Regions from separate parts of the Mus musculus genome. Here region 1 is linked to region 2. The links are chromatin contacts, called in public promoter capture Hi-C maps. All regions are on one chromosome and are shown on one strand. Each heading gives the region's core, a stretch centred on a gene start, on an enhancer-like site or on the middle of the called end of the contact. The rest is flanking DNA. Distances are from core to core; before and after follow the strand shown. Region 1 holds the start of Abcb10 (ATP-binding cassette, sub-family B (MDR/TAP), member 10). Region 2 holds the start of Pgbd5 (piggyBac transposable element derived 5).

Evidence for each region. Capture Hi-C pulls out chosen DNA fragments and counts their contacts.
Region 1: a promoter capture Hi-C map of adipose tissue shows a contact between it and region 2. The contact joins the promoter of Abcb10 here to the promoter of Pgbd5 in region 2. A contact is called at or near these places in 4 of 39 promoter capture datasets (cranial neural crest, hippocampal neurons, neural stem cells and 1 more), 1 of 484 Hi-C or Micro-C datasets (embryonic stem cells), 2 of 115 datasets of contacts at active chromatin or transcription factors (bone marrow-derived macrophages and forebrain) and 2 of 9 other capture datasets (adipose tissue and pancreatic islet).

Annotation. Positions count from the first base shown.
Region 1 is chr8:123,979,570-123,985,285 of GRCm38.p6, reverse strand. Abcb10 (ATP-binding cassette, sub-family B (MDR/TAP), member 10) reads left to right here and starts at 2,164. Exons shown (of 13, transcript NM_019552.2): 1 at 2,164-2,884. The coding sequence starts at 2,473.
Region 2 is chr8:124,430,959-124,436,611 of GRCm38.p6, reverse strand. It overlaps Pgbd5 (piggyBac transposable element derived 5), which reads left to right and starts at 2,676. Exons shown (of 7, transcript NM_171824.2): 1 at 2,676-2,813.

The sequences.
Region 1 (5,716 bases), core at 915-3,414, 450 kb after region 2:
CATCTGCAATCCTCTGGCTCCTGACTGGGAGTTAGCACTTCAACAGAGCCATTTGAAGGGACCAAACTTCAACCCTTCTGAGGAATGGTGACAAAGCCAGCAATGCTACCTGTCGGCCTGAGACACTGCTGGGATAAGGCTTGAGCTGCGGCAGTTCAGAGAGCAGTCTCATTGTGTATGTTCAAGTCTAAGATTCCTATGTAGGGATAATTATTCTCAGGTTATTTCTCTGGTTTTTAATTTTTTTATCCGTTCAATAGTTTTTTCTTCATTATATCTTTATTTATTTATTTGTGTGTGTGTGTACTTGTGTGGGTGTGAGTATGCCTTAGCATAGGTCAAAGAGCAAGCTGTTGGAGTCAGTCTTCTCCTTGCTTGTGTGGGTTCTGGGGACCCACCTCAGGCTCAGCAGCACACACCTTCACTTACCAAGCCATTTCATAGGCCTTCATTTCGTTCTTTGTTTTTGAGATGGGGTCTTGTTGTGTCTTAGGTGGCCTACCGTTCTCTCTGTGGCCAGATTAGCTTTGAACTCATGGCAATCTTCCTGGTTCAGCCTCCAGGATGGCAGTACCTGTAATCCCCGAACCCGGAAGACTGAAGCAGGAGGATCACTCAAAACCCCCTTACCCAAAACAAAACAAAAAACAGAAAAACCCCAACAAACAGAAACCTGAGTTCAAATCCCAGCACCCACATGGTAGCTCACAATCATCTGTAATGAGATCTGATGCCTTCTTCTGAGGTGTCTGAAAACAGCTACAGTGTACTTACATATAATAAATGAATAAATCTAAAAAATAATAACAATAATTTTCAGAAAGTGGCTACTCTTGCCAGCCTGGAGGCCATTCCTTCCTTAACGATGCTCAGCTGGGGTCCAAGAGGAAGGAACAGGAAGTGCTCCTGGAGCTTGGGCAGGAACCTGGGTCCTGCTGAGTGTGGCTGGGGTGTAGTTCACACTGTGACTCCCTGGGGCTTATAATTCCTGCACTGATGGGAAGAAAACTCAAGTCTTCTTGGGCCTCAGGGCTGGATTTTAAAGGACATGCCTGCTTCCCACATCTCCAATTTGCTCAAGGCAGACTTAACCTCACTCACGGTGTTGTTCACCCCCTCCACCTCGTAACTTCACATGTAGGTGAGGCCCTTGTCTGAGTGTGGAAAACATACAACGATGCTGAGATCTCAGGAGCCAGACAAATATGAAAGATTCTTATGTTATTATTTTTACTGGGCTTTTTGAGACAGGTTTTTTTCCTATGTAACCCCTGGCTATCCTGGGACTCTCTATGAGACCAGGCTGGCCTAGAACTCAAATAGATCCACATTTACCTGCCTCTGCCTCGATTCAAGGAGTGCTCAATGTCTGGGCCAAACATGAGGAAAACAAAACAGAAAGCAGATAAACAAATTACAACCAGCTGCTAACTGCTTGGTTTCCTTTCTTTTCTCTCTCTCTCTCTCTCTCTCTCTTTCTCTCTCTCTCTCTCTCCCCCTCTCTCTCCTTTATCTGTGTGGACTCAGGGACCTGGTGCTCCTGAACTGAACATTGCACTACCCTCCCACTCCCTATTTTAATAAATGACTTTTCCAGGGTTGGAACTGGGGTATTATGCATTTGAAAAGTCTGATGTTTTGTCCCTTGATTCCCCCCCCCCATTCGTGTTGGGTTTTAGGAATATATTGAACTAAAATACTGGTGTTGAGGTTGTTTTGCAACCTCCCCCCCCTTTTTTTTTAAAGGCAGGGCTCACTATGTAGCCCAGGCTGTCCCGGAACTCACTCTATAGACTAGGCTGGCCTCGAACTCAGATCTGCCTGTCTCTACCTCTTATGTGCTGGGATTAAAAGCGTGTGCGGCTGAATTCGCTCTGGTCGAGTGAACTATCTAGGAGTCCACAAACTCTTCCCCCTTCCTCAACCTAGGCCTCCATAGGATACTCCCGGCCTGCCGTCCTTAAGACCACTGCTCTCGGGGTCACTTCTACTCTCCGGGCCTCTGCGGCACCTCCTGCATTGCACAGTTCTCCAAGATGTGGAGACTCCTTGGTCTGCCGACCGCACGAAGGCGAAGGCACCCAAAGGTCTCAAGCAAGAGACTCAGGTCGTAAGGGGCGACCTGAGTGCCGCGCATGCGCACTCCGCCAGTGACCGGCGAGAGAAAGGGCTCGGACGCTCCAGGTTCACAAGTCGTGGAGGGCGCAGGAGAGCGAAAAAGCTTCCGCGTGCGGCTGGCGGGCGCAGGCGCTGGCGACTGCCTGCCGGACAAGGCACTGCCGGGGAGCTAGCGGCTGGTCGCCGCCCAGGGGTGGACCCTACGCGGCGGAAGGCGCGGCCCGGGCGCTGGCCCGATGGGGCGGGAGGGGCGGGCCGCTGCTGCGTCCCCGCCCTGTGCTCGGGCCGGGCGGGGAGGGTCCCGGGGCGTGCGGCCCGGCCGGTTGGTGAGACTGTCCGGGCAGACGCAGCGCCATGCGCGCCCCTTCTGCTAGGGCGCTACTGCTGATTCCGCGTCGGGGCCCTGCCGTGCGAGCGTGGGCCCCGGCCGTCTCCTCTCGGATATGGCTGGCTTCTGAATGGACCCCGCTCGTACGCGCGTGGACCTCTCTGATCCACAAGCCGGGTTCGGGCCTCCGCTTTCCCGCGCCCCTATCCGGGCTGCCTGGCGGCGTGGGGCAGTGGGCCACCTCCTCGGGGGCCCGCAGGTGCTGGGTGCTGGCAGGACCCCGCGCCGCACATCCCCTGTTCGCCAGGCTCCAGGGTGCAGCTGCCACCGGTGTGCGAGACCTTGGGAACGACTCGCAGCGGCGTCCCGCGGCGACCGGGCGCTCAGAAGTATGGAAGCTCCTAGGGCTGGTGCGCCCCGAGCGCGGGAGACTGTCAGGTAAGAACCTGGGGGTACTAGTGGGCCAGTGGGCGGCCGGTGGGCCTCGGCCTGGCCTTGGCCTTGACAAGGGCGATCAAGTCTGCTGACACCTGTTGGAAAGCTATGGATGCTGGCTGGCACTCCCCATCTGAGCCTATTACTAGAATATTTGGTCCCTATCAGCTTGTCAGCATCTGCTTTGGGGCATTCTCTGAATAAGTTAGAGTTTCCTCCTTTAAGAAAAAAAAAAAACAGGAGTTTTGCCAAAATCATGTCTACTTTATAGTATACATTTATAATAATAGTAGTAATAATAATAACATCGCTAGGGTTACACAGTATCAAGCAACCACCAAAATTTCCCAGAATGAAGTGGATCACTGTGAGCTTTGTGCTGGCTGTCACCTCCCTAAGTGGTGACTTGGTCAGGACCAGGCACTGGCCACAGCATAAAAGAACTAGACAGTAACTCAGCCGGATAGACAAATGGCTTTTAAAGAGAAATCAGAATTGGCTGGGTCTAAGTGACAATATTCTGTAACTCCCACATGTCTGGCAGTCGGTGCAGGCAAGGCTGGTTGGAGCAGAGCCATCCTGAGAGCTAGAGCTCTAAATCTCCATTCCTTCTGTGAATATGAACTGTGCCCTCCTCCTGTGGGTTCGATTACCTTGGGAAGCTGACATGGAGTCCTGCTCCTGGGAATCCCTGCTTAGCAGGCAGCGAAGTGTTTGGATCAGAGATGAAATGGGATAGGCATGAGGGTTTTGCAAAAAGGAAAGACTTTGCCACACAGTTCTTGAAACAGGCAGGACTTCAAATAGGTTGTTGGGTCCCTTGCTGTACAAATTACTCTCTTTGGGGGCTATTGGGCATGGAGCAGGTTGCCTGTGGAGCAAGGGCACAGGGGACTGCCATCTACGAGAATCAGGAAGTTGTTGTGACCTTAGTAAAAGAAGACAGATTTTACAATGGTTGTGGATTTCAATGGAAAAAGTCATTGTCTTCTTTGCTATCCTGTAAGCTTTTTTTTTCCCCTCTGTATTTTCCTTAATCTCTTTAAATGAATTATTTACTTTCATCATATGAACATTTATTTTTGTTTTATATTATGTGCCTGCATGTATGTCTGTGTGAGGATGTCAGATCCCCTGGAACTGGAGTTATAGACAGTTGTGAGCTGCCATGTGAGAGTAGTAGGGATTGAACCCTGAACTCTGGGTCCTCTGGAAGAGCAACCACTGCTCTTAACCACTGGACCATCTCTTCAGCCCCCTCCTCTGTGTTTTATTGAGACAGGTGTCATGTAGCCCAGGCTAGCCTCAAATTCATTATGTAGCCGAGGATGTCCTTGAACTCCTGATCTTCTTGACCATCTCCCAAGTGCTGGAATTATAAGTGTGAGCCACCAAACCCAGGTTTAAAAGATGTCCATGGGAAGTGGGGGAGGGCACAGGGAGGAGCAGACAGTGTGCACGGAGGAGCCTGAGACTCTGGGCAATTGTGTGCAGGCTGTGAGGGGCTGAGGCAGGCACCTAGGCTTCTGCTTCTGAAACTTAAGATCTCAAAGTTGTGGAGAATCAGGCTTTGCTGATGCCACCTAGCCCTTCCCTGTCTGCCTGTACCTGTCATGTCTGTGACCTGCCATCTGGCCCCACTTGTCCTGCCCTGCCAGCATGCTGTGGAGTCTGCATTAAGTAAGTCAGAACAGGAACCGGCTTCCATCATCCGAGCTGTCAGTCTGCCTCACTGAACCATCAGATGTGTGGCCTGAGGGACAGACACACTGCCGCCGACAGTAAGGGTTTTGTTTCTGAGTCAGGGTCTTGCTCTATAGTCCAGGTAGGCCTCCAGCTTGAAATCTATGCCTCAACCTCCCAAGTGCTGGGAATTCTTAAGGCTTCCTAAGGAGGTAGTAAATATATTCTGTCTCCAGGAAAGCTGAAGAAGAGCTCTTAGATAGCTTATCTTTTCTTCAGAAGTCATGGCAAAGCTGGTCTGGATGTTGGCCCTGGTGGGAGTAAAAGGAAGTGGTGGGGCCGTTAATTTGTAATAGATCATGCTAAGGGTTGGCACATCTTTGAAATGCTGGGGAAACAGAACTGTTGCATAGGTTTTCGTCTGTCTGTCTGTCTGGTTTTTGAGACAGGAGATCACTTTATAGCTTAGACTGACCACAAACTCATAACATTATTCCCTTGTCAGAGCAGGAGCCACCATGCCTGTCATCATTTCTTTAAATATCCCCCCCCAAAGCAGCAGATCTCTCTCTCTCCCCTCTCTCTCTCTCTCTCTCTCCCTCCCTCCCTCCCTTCCCTCCCTCTCTCCCTCTCTCTCTCTGTCTCCCTCTCTCCCTCCCCCTCCCCATCTCCCTCTCCCTCTCTCTCCCTCTCCTCTTTCTCTTTCTGTTGGCATCAGGACCTTCCAAACATATGACATCACAGGCAACAGAGTGACCTACAGACCTGTTACCAAGACAACAGCTACTATATTCCCAGAATCCACTTGGCTTGCCTCACACCTTTACCTGTGTTATGTCATTTTCCATATAAATAAGGGGAATACCCCTCCCTCTCTCTTTCTCCTTTCTCTTTCTGCCACCACCTCTTTCTCTCTCTCTCTCTCTCTCTCTCTCTCTCTCTCTCTCTCTCTCTCTCTTTCTCTCTCTCTCTCTCCCCCCCCTCTCTTTCTGCCTTCACCTCCTTGTCTCACCCAATAAAACCTCTTCCACGTGAAACAGTCTTGGCCTAGTGTGCTGTTGAGACGGGACCGCCATTCTAGCATGACACTTTCCTTCTCCACCCTCATTTTTTTGAGACAGGGTTTCTCTGTGTAGCCTTGACTGTTTTGGA
Region 2 (5,653 bases), core at 1,427-3,926:
CAAGGCTCTTAATTCAATCCCAAGCACCACAATGAATGAATGAATGAATGAATGAATGATGAATGAATGAATGAATGAATAATATAAAATTAAAGATAAAAAGAAGGCTCAGACAAAATTAAAAATGACAACAGTGTTTATTTTAAGAAAAGATGTGTATACTTTTATGTTAGTATGAGTCTTTTGTTTGCATGCGTGTATGTATGTGCACTGTGTGCATGCCTGCTACACTCAGAGGCTAGAAGCGGACATTGGATTCCCTATACCCGGAGTTAGAGACAGTTCTGAGCTGCCATATGTGTGCTGGGCACTAAACCTAGTTCTCTGCAAGAATAGCCTGTACTCTTAATCACTGAACCATCTCCCCAGCCCCACCACCCAGGCACGTTCCTTTGTCTACTTTCTATTTGATAAACTTCTGCTCCCAGTCTCTTCCTTCCCTTTCTCCACTTCCTCCTCTTTATTGTTTCCTTTTGGAGATAGTGTCTGCTATACCCAGGCTGGCTTCCAACTTGCTATCTCACTCTGCCGAGGGTGACCTTGAACTTCTGACTCTGTTGCCTCCATCTCCCAACTGCTCCGGATCACAAGCTTGTACCACCACAGCTGGCTTGTGCATTCCCGGAGATCAAGCCGAGGGGGTTCTTGAATGCTTAGCAACAGTTTGCTAGCTGAACTAAATCCCCAGACCTCTTCCTTCTGTTGCTGCCATGTGAGCTACTGGAAGAGGAGCCCAGAAAGCACAGAGGCCCTGTATTTCCTTGGTCTGAGCACCATATCGGGGTCAACGAATGGCTGTCCCTGCTTTAACTGTTACTGTTCTGTCCCGTGCTCCCGCGATGGCAAATTGGCCAGAACCACACCCACATTAGCTGCTTTTTTTTCATCCTTTTTCTGGTCAAGTCTATTTATAGGTACCCACTTCACAGCCTTTGTCAATTTGCTGTACACAGGAATGCTAGAACCCCCACCCCCCCCACCACACACACACACACACACACACACACACACACACACTTCTTTGGCATGCTTTTTCAAGAGAGTGGCAGTGCTCTGCAAATACTTTCTTGCTTATCAGCTAAATACACACAGAGGAGGAAGATCAGTAAGTCGCTTTCTCTTTCCAGCCTGGCTGCTTGTGATTGTCATGGATTCAAGCCTGTGCAGAGACCTGGTTTGCAGGTCACAGGGTCTGGGCACAGGCAGACGTGAGTGAAAATCTCAGCCAGGGCAGATGGGTCCCAGCACCCTTTTTCTTAGAAATAGAAACCCATTGTCTTCCGTTTGTGTAATTATCATTTACTACACCCAATAGGGGTCTCAAGCCCTTCACATCTACTTGGATTTATTTTATGTCGGAGTGAAAGTGACTTTATGACCCAGTTACCATTAATGTGACTTATTGCATTATGTTTGAGAGGAGGAGGAGGAGAGAAGACATTCTGATGAGGGGAGGTCGGCCAGCCGGCCTCATGCTTTGCCCCCAGAAGAGAGGAGACAGACTCTGCTCCATTGTTAGATCTCTGAAACCCTGGCGACCAGCTGTTTGTTTCCTGATCATATAATCCTCTTCCAGATGTGCGTTGTCTTAGGCCTGTGCAAGTGATACCAGGGCGCAGGTGGTGATAGTTCTCATGGAAGCAATTTTGAGTTCAGAAGATGTGAGCATCAAAGGACTGTGAGAAATGACGAGCCACCTCATTCCAGTGTTGCGGTCCTTACATGACAGTTGTTGGAGGAGAGACTGTTTTAGTGTCTGACCCAGGTTCCCAAAAGAGCAAGGTTCGGGGAAGCTAGAAGGGCAACCTGAAATTCACAGGAGTGCTGGGCGCAGCCTCGGCTGGCCGCCCACCTGGAGCGTGTCCGCAGAGTGAATTTCAGAACCGCTGGGCGGACAGCTCCTCGGAGCCGGGCGCGGCTGCGCAAGGGGCGGGCCAAAGAGCACGGAGCACCGGGACCCGCCTCCCTCCCCACGCCGGCGAGCGGCTATGAGCTTATGGGCGGGGCTCCTCGCGACTGACTGCCCTAGCGTCACGCCCCGAGGAGGCAGGGCGACCTGCTATCCCCGCCCCCGCGAGGCCGGCGCTCTCTATTGGCCAGCAGCTGAAGGTGCTGGAGGCGGGCCCGGTCCACGGCTCGCGCCCGGGAAGGTCGGCGGCGCAACGCGGTTGCCGCGGGGAGGGTGCGCGGGGACGCGACGGGGCCGGGCGCGGCGGAGACGCAGCGGGTGGGGGCGGCGGCGGCTCTGGGCAGCGGCTGAGTCTCTTCCCGCCGCGGCCGCAGCCAGCGGCGCCCGAGCTCCAAGGCGCATCCCGGGCGCGCGGCCCGAGCGGCCAAGACGGCGGGCCGGCCGGGCGCGGGGCGGCGCGCGCTGTGCTGCGGGCTGCGCTGGTGGGGAGCCACGGGCCGCGGCGGGGGTCCCGGGCCCGGCGTGTGCGGCTGGGAGGCGCTGTGGGGTGTGGGCGCGCGGGCGGCGGCCGGGGCTATGGCCGAGGGCGGTGGGGGCTCACGGAGGAGGGCTCCGGCGCTGCTGGAGGCAGCCCGTGCACGCTACGAGAGCCTGCACATCTCGGACGACGTGTTCGGCGAGTCGGGCCCGGACAGCGGCGGGAACCCCTTTTACAGCACCTCCGCAGCCTCACGCTCCTCCTCGGCCGCCTCCTCGGACGATGAGCGTGAGCGCCCCGCGCCTCCGGGGACCGCCCCGCCATCCTACGCCGCGGATCCCTTGGAACTCGAGGAGGACGAGACCGGTGGGGGCTGGAGCGCCGTGCTGAGGGATCGCCCGTCCCCGCGCTTCGAGGACACCGGTGGTGAGGATCGACCGGGGACACTGGGGTGCAGGGACACACAGGGCGCGGTCTGAAGGCTGGAGCACGGGCCAGACTGGTTCCAGACACACCCGACCTGCACCTGTGTGTTTCTGGAAACAGCTGGTTTGGGGAGCAGGGATTAAACAGAGAGGGTCCTACTGCACAGGATGGTGGTCCCAGGTTTCTCGTGGGTGGAGACCAAGCCAGCAGCACTTTGCCAGAGGCTTTCGGTCGTCTGGCAGTGTCACACCTGTGGGGTCAGTAAAGTATGGCTCTTTTGGTGGAGGGGATCCAAACGCCTGGCACGGCTGAGGCTGAGTCCTTTGCAGTACGCAGGATCTAGGTGTCAGGGGTCAGGCCAGTCGCAGCTGAAGCACATAGAGAGCCCAGAGCCAGAGCATATCAGCATCTTCACTGCTCTCTGTTTTCCCGAGAAACTTCCTGTGGTGCCAGTCGATCTCTAGCTGAGCACCGGAAGGAGCCAAGGGTGATTCCACTGCGTTAGGGAGTGTTAGTCCGAGTTACTTTCAAGGTGTGTAGACCAGACTCAGATTATCCGGAGGCGACTGGAGTTGAGCACAGCCACCCTGCTACTCTGAGCCCTCAGCTGTTGGCTTCTGCAGAGTCTAAAATAGTGCTGCTTTGCAGCAGCTTGGTCAGCTTCTGCTTTCTGAGATGTGGAAACTGCTTTCCCATATGATCCTCAGTGCTGCTGTTCAGGCTCCATGGCTTCCTAGCAGCCAGATGTTACACCATATATTCTGTGAAGTGCACACAACCAGTGTGAATGGGCACCAAGGAGTGCCCCTTTGCATAGTCTCTCTCTCTCTCTCTCTCTCTCTCTCTCTCTCTCTCTCTCTCTGTGTGTGTGTGTGTGTGTGTCACTCACACACACACACACACACTTTGGGCAGTGTACATGACACTATAGCTATTGTTCCTCAAGATTGCAGGTGCACAGGAGGTAGGCTCCAGGGCCTGGGTATGGAAACGTAGCTGCAGGGAGCTGGCAATGGGAAAGGTTGGCCCAGCCCTGGAGGGAGTGTTCTGCAACCTTGCCAGGCTGCGGTGTGGATGGGCAAAGTTGCATCTGGATTGGAGGGTTACCATCACCATGCAAGGTTCTAAGTGGGTACATTTTAAAACCCAACCATTTGGCTGTGGTTTATGGTACTCTAAATTGTCCTCCTATATGCCACCCTTCATTTCCCAGTGTGCCTTAAAGGCCTCCTGCCCTGGACAGCTGCTTTCCATATTGGATGTTGGGATTGTACCAGCCTGGTGCCCTGGTTTGTCAGTCTTCGTGCTGTGAGCCTTTGTGATCCTGTGTTGATCTTGCAGCACTTAAGATGCCTACTGTAGATGTCTACAGAGGAGAATTCGGCAAAGCTGAGGTCACAGGGCAAAATAGGGATGTCGTGCTGGGCTTAGTTTAGATGAAGGGTCTGGTATTGAGAAGGGTAAACACACAAAAGCGATTTAACCAGAACTTTCTTTCTTAGTAATGTATAAGTCAAGATGTTCAGAAGCAAAGCCCTCTGTCCACTGTTCACTCTGTCCACTCCCAGCCTGAAGTCCAGGATTGCCTGCCACTGGCATTAGGGTCATATCCTCCTTTCTGATAGTGCCACTGAGTTTGAGCCTGTTCCTGAGAGTCACTCAGAGGTTCCTTAGGCAAAGGCATTAGCGGCTATTTGCTGGTATTTGTGGCCAGTGTTGCTTTTCTGCTTTAGGAGCGATCCTCTCGTTTAAATTTAGATCTACTTTAGAATTTCCTCTGTGGTACCCGCTACCCAAGGGAAACACGGGGAAAGGGGAGAGGGACAGAGTTGATGGCTTGTTGAGCCCAAGGAAAGTGATTTATCAGAGCTTAAAATAGATTCCTGATTTCCAGGTTGGTCAGAAAAGATCCTTGAGCCCAGGAGCGTGGAGAGAGATGGATGTGTTTATTAGGAAGTCGGTTGCTGCAGCGCTCAACCAAGAGGTTCAGCGTGCTAAGCTACAGCATCCGGGGCGCTCCAGCAATTGCTGCTTTACATCTCCACAAACGCTGCCTGAATCTCTCTCCCTTCTGTGTGGCCCAGTTGCTTAACAGATGTAACTGGGCGGGCAGGGTGGGGGGAGAGGAAGAGTGGTGTTTTGATCTGTTACAACGTTACATTGTTTCATAATAGAACATTTGCGATTGCTACGGCTGCAGCAGTCTAATGAGGACTGCATAGGACTCCTGGTTGCTATGGGACATACTGACTTGCCCCACTGTAAGCAATTGTATCTGTGCATGAGTGTGAGTGTGCAGATGGGCATATGGAGCTGCTCCCTCGCTGCTGGTGGAGAGTTTCTTTTCTTTGGGGAGAATGCAGCTTGATTCCCTTGAAGACCTGGAGACCTTTGCTGAGTCTTTGGGCAGGAAAGAGGTGCATGATGGGACCGTTACATATTGAGTTGCTCTAGAGCAGCAGTTCTGTGGCTCCATGGAGATTTTTGTGCATATAGTAGAGAGTCAGGGGTGCCGAGCTGAGAAGAGGGAGGGAGAGATTCGGTAGTTACTGGTGAGAATCCTGGCCCTTCAGACTGTTCAAGTCTTCTCCGCCCCATCCCTATTTTCCGTGGCTTCAGCTATCTGGATGGAGCATGCTTGGGAAAGCACAGCTGGCAATGGCAGGGGAGTGGCTCTAGCACCTCCCTCAGGCTCTGCTCTGAGGTGTGGGTCCCCTTGGGAAGACTTACAGACAAACACTGGCAGGCTGGTGTCCGTACTTTAACCCTTGTGTAGATGGCAGAGTCTTCCTGGGAACTGAACTGCTCTTTGGGAGAACAGCGTCCAGACTTAACAACGG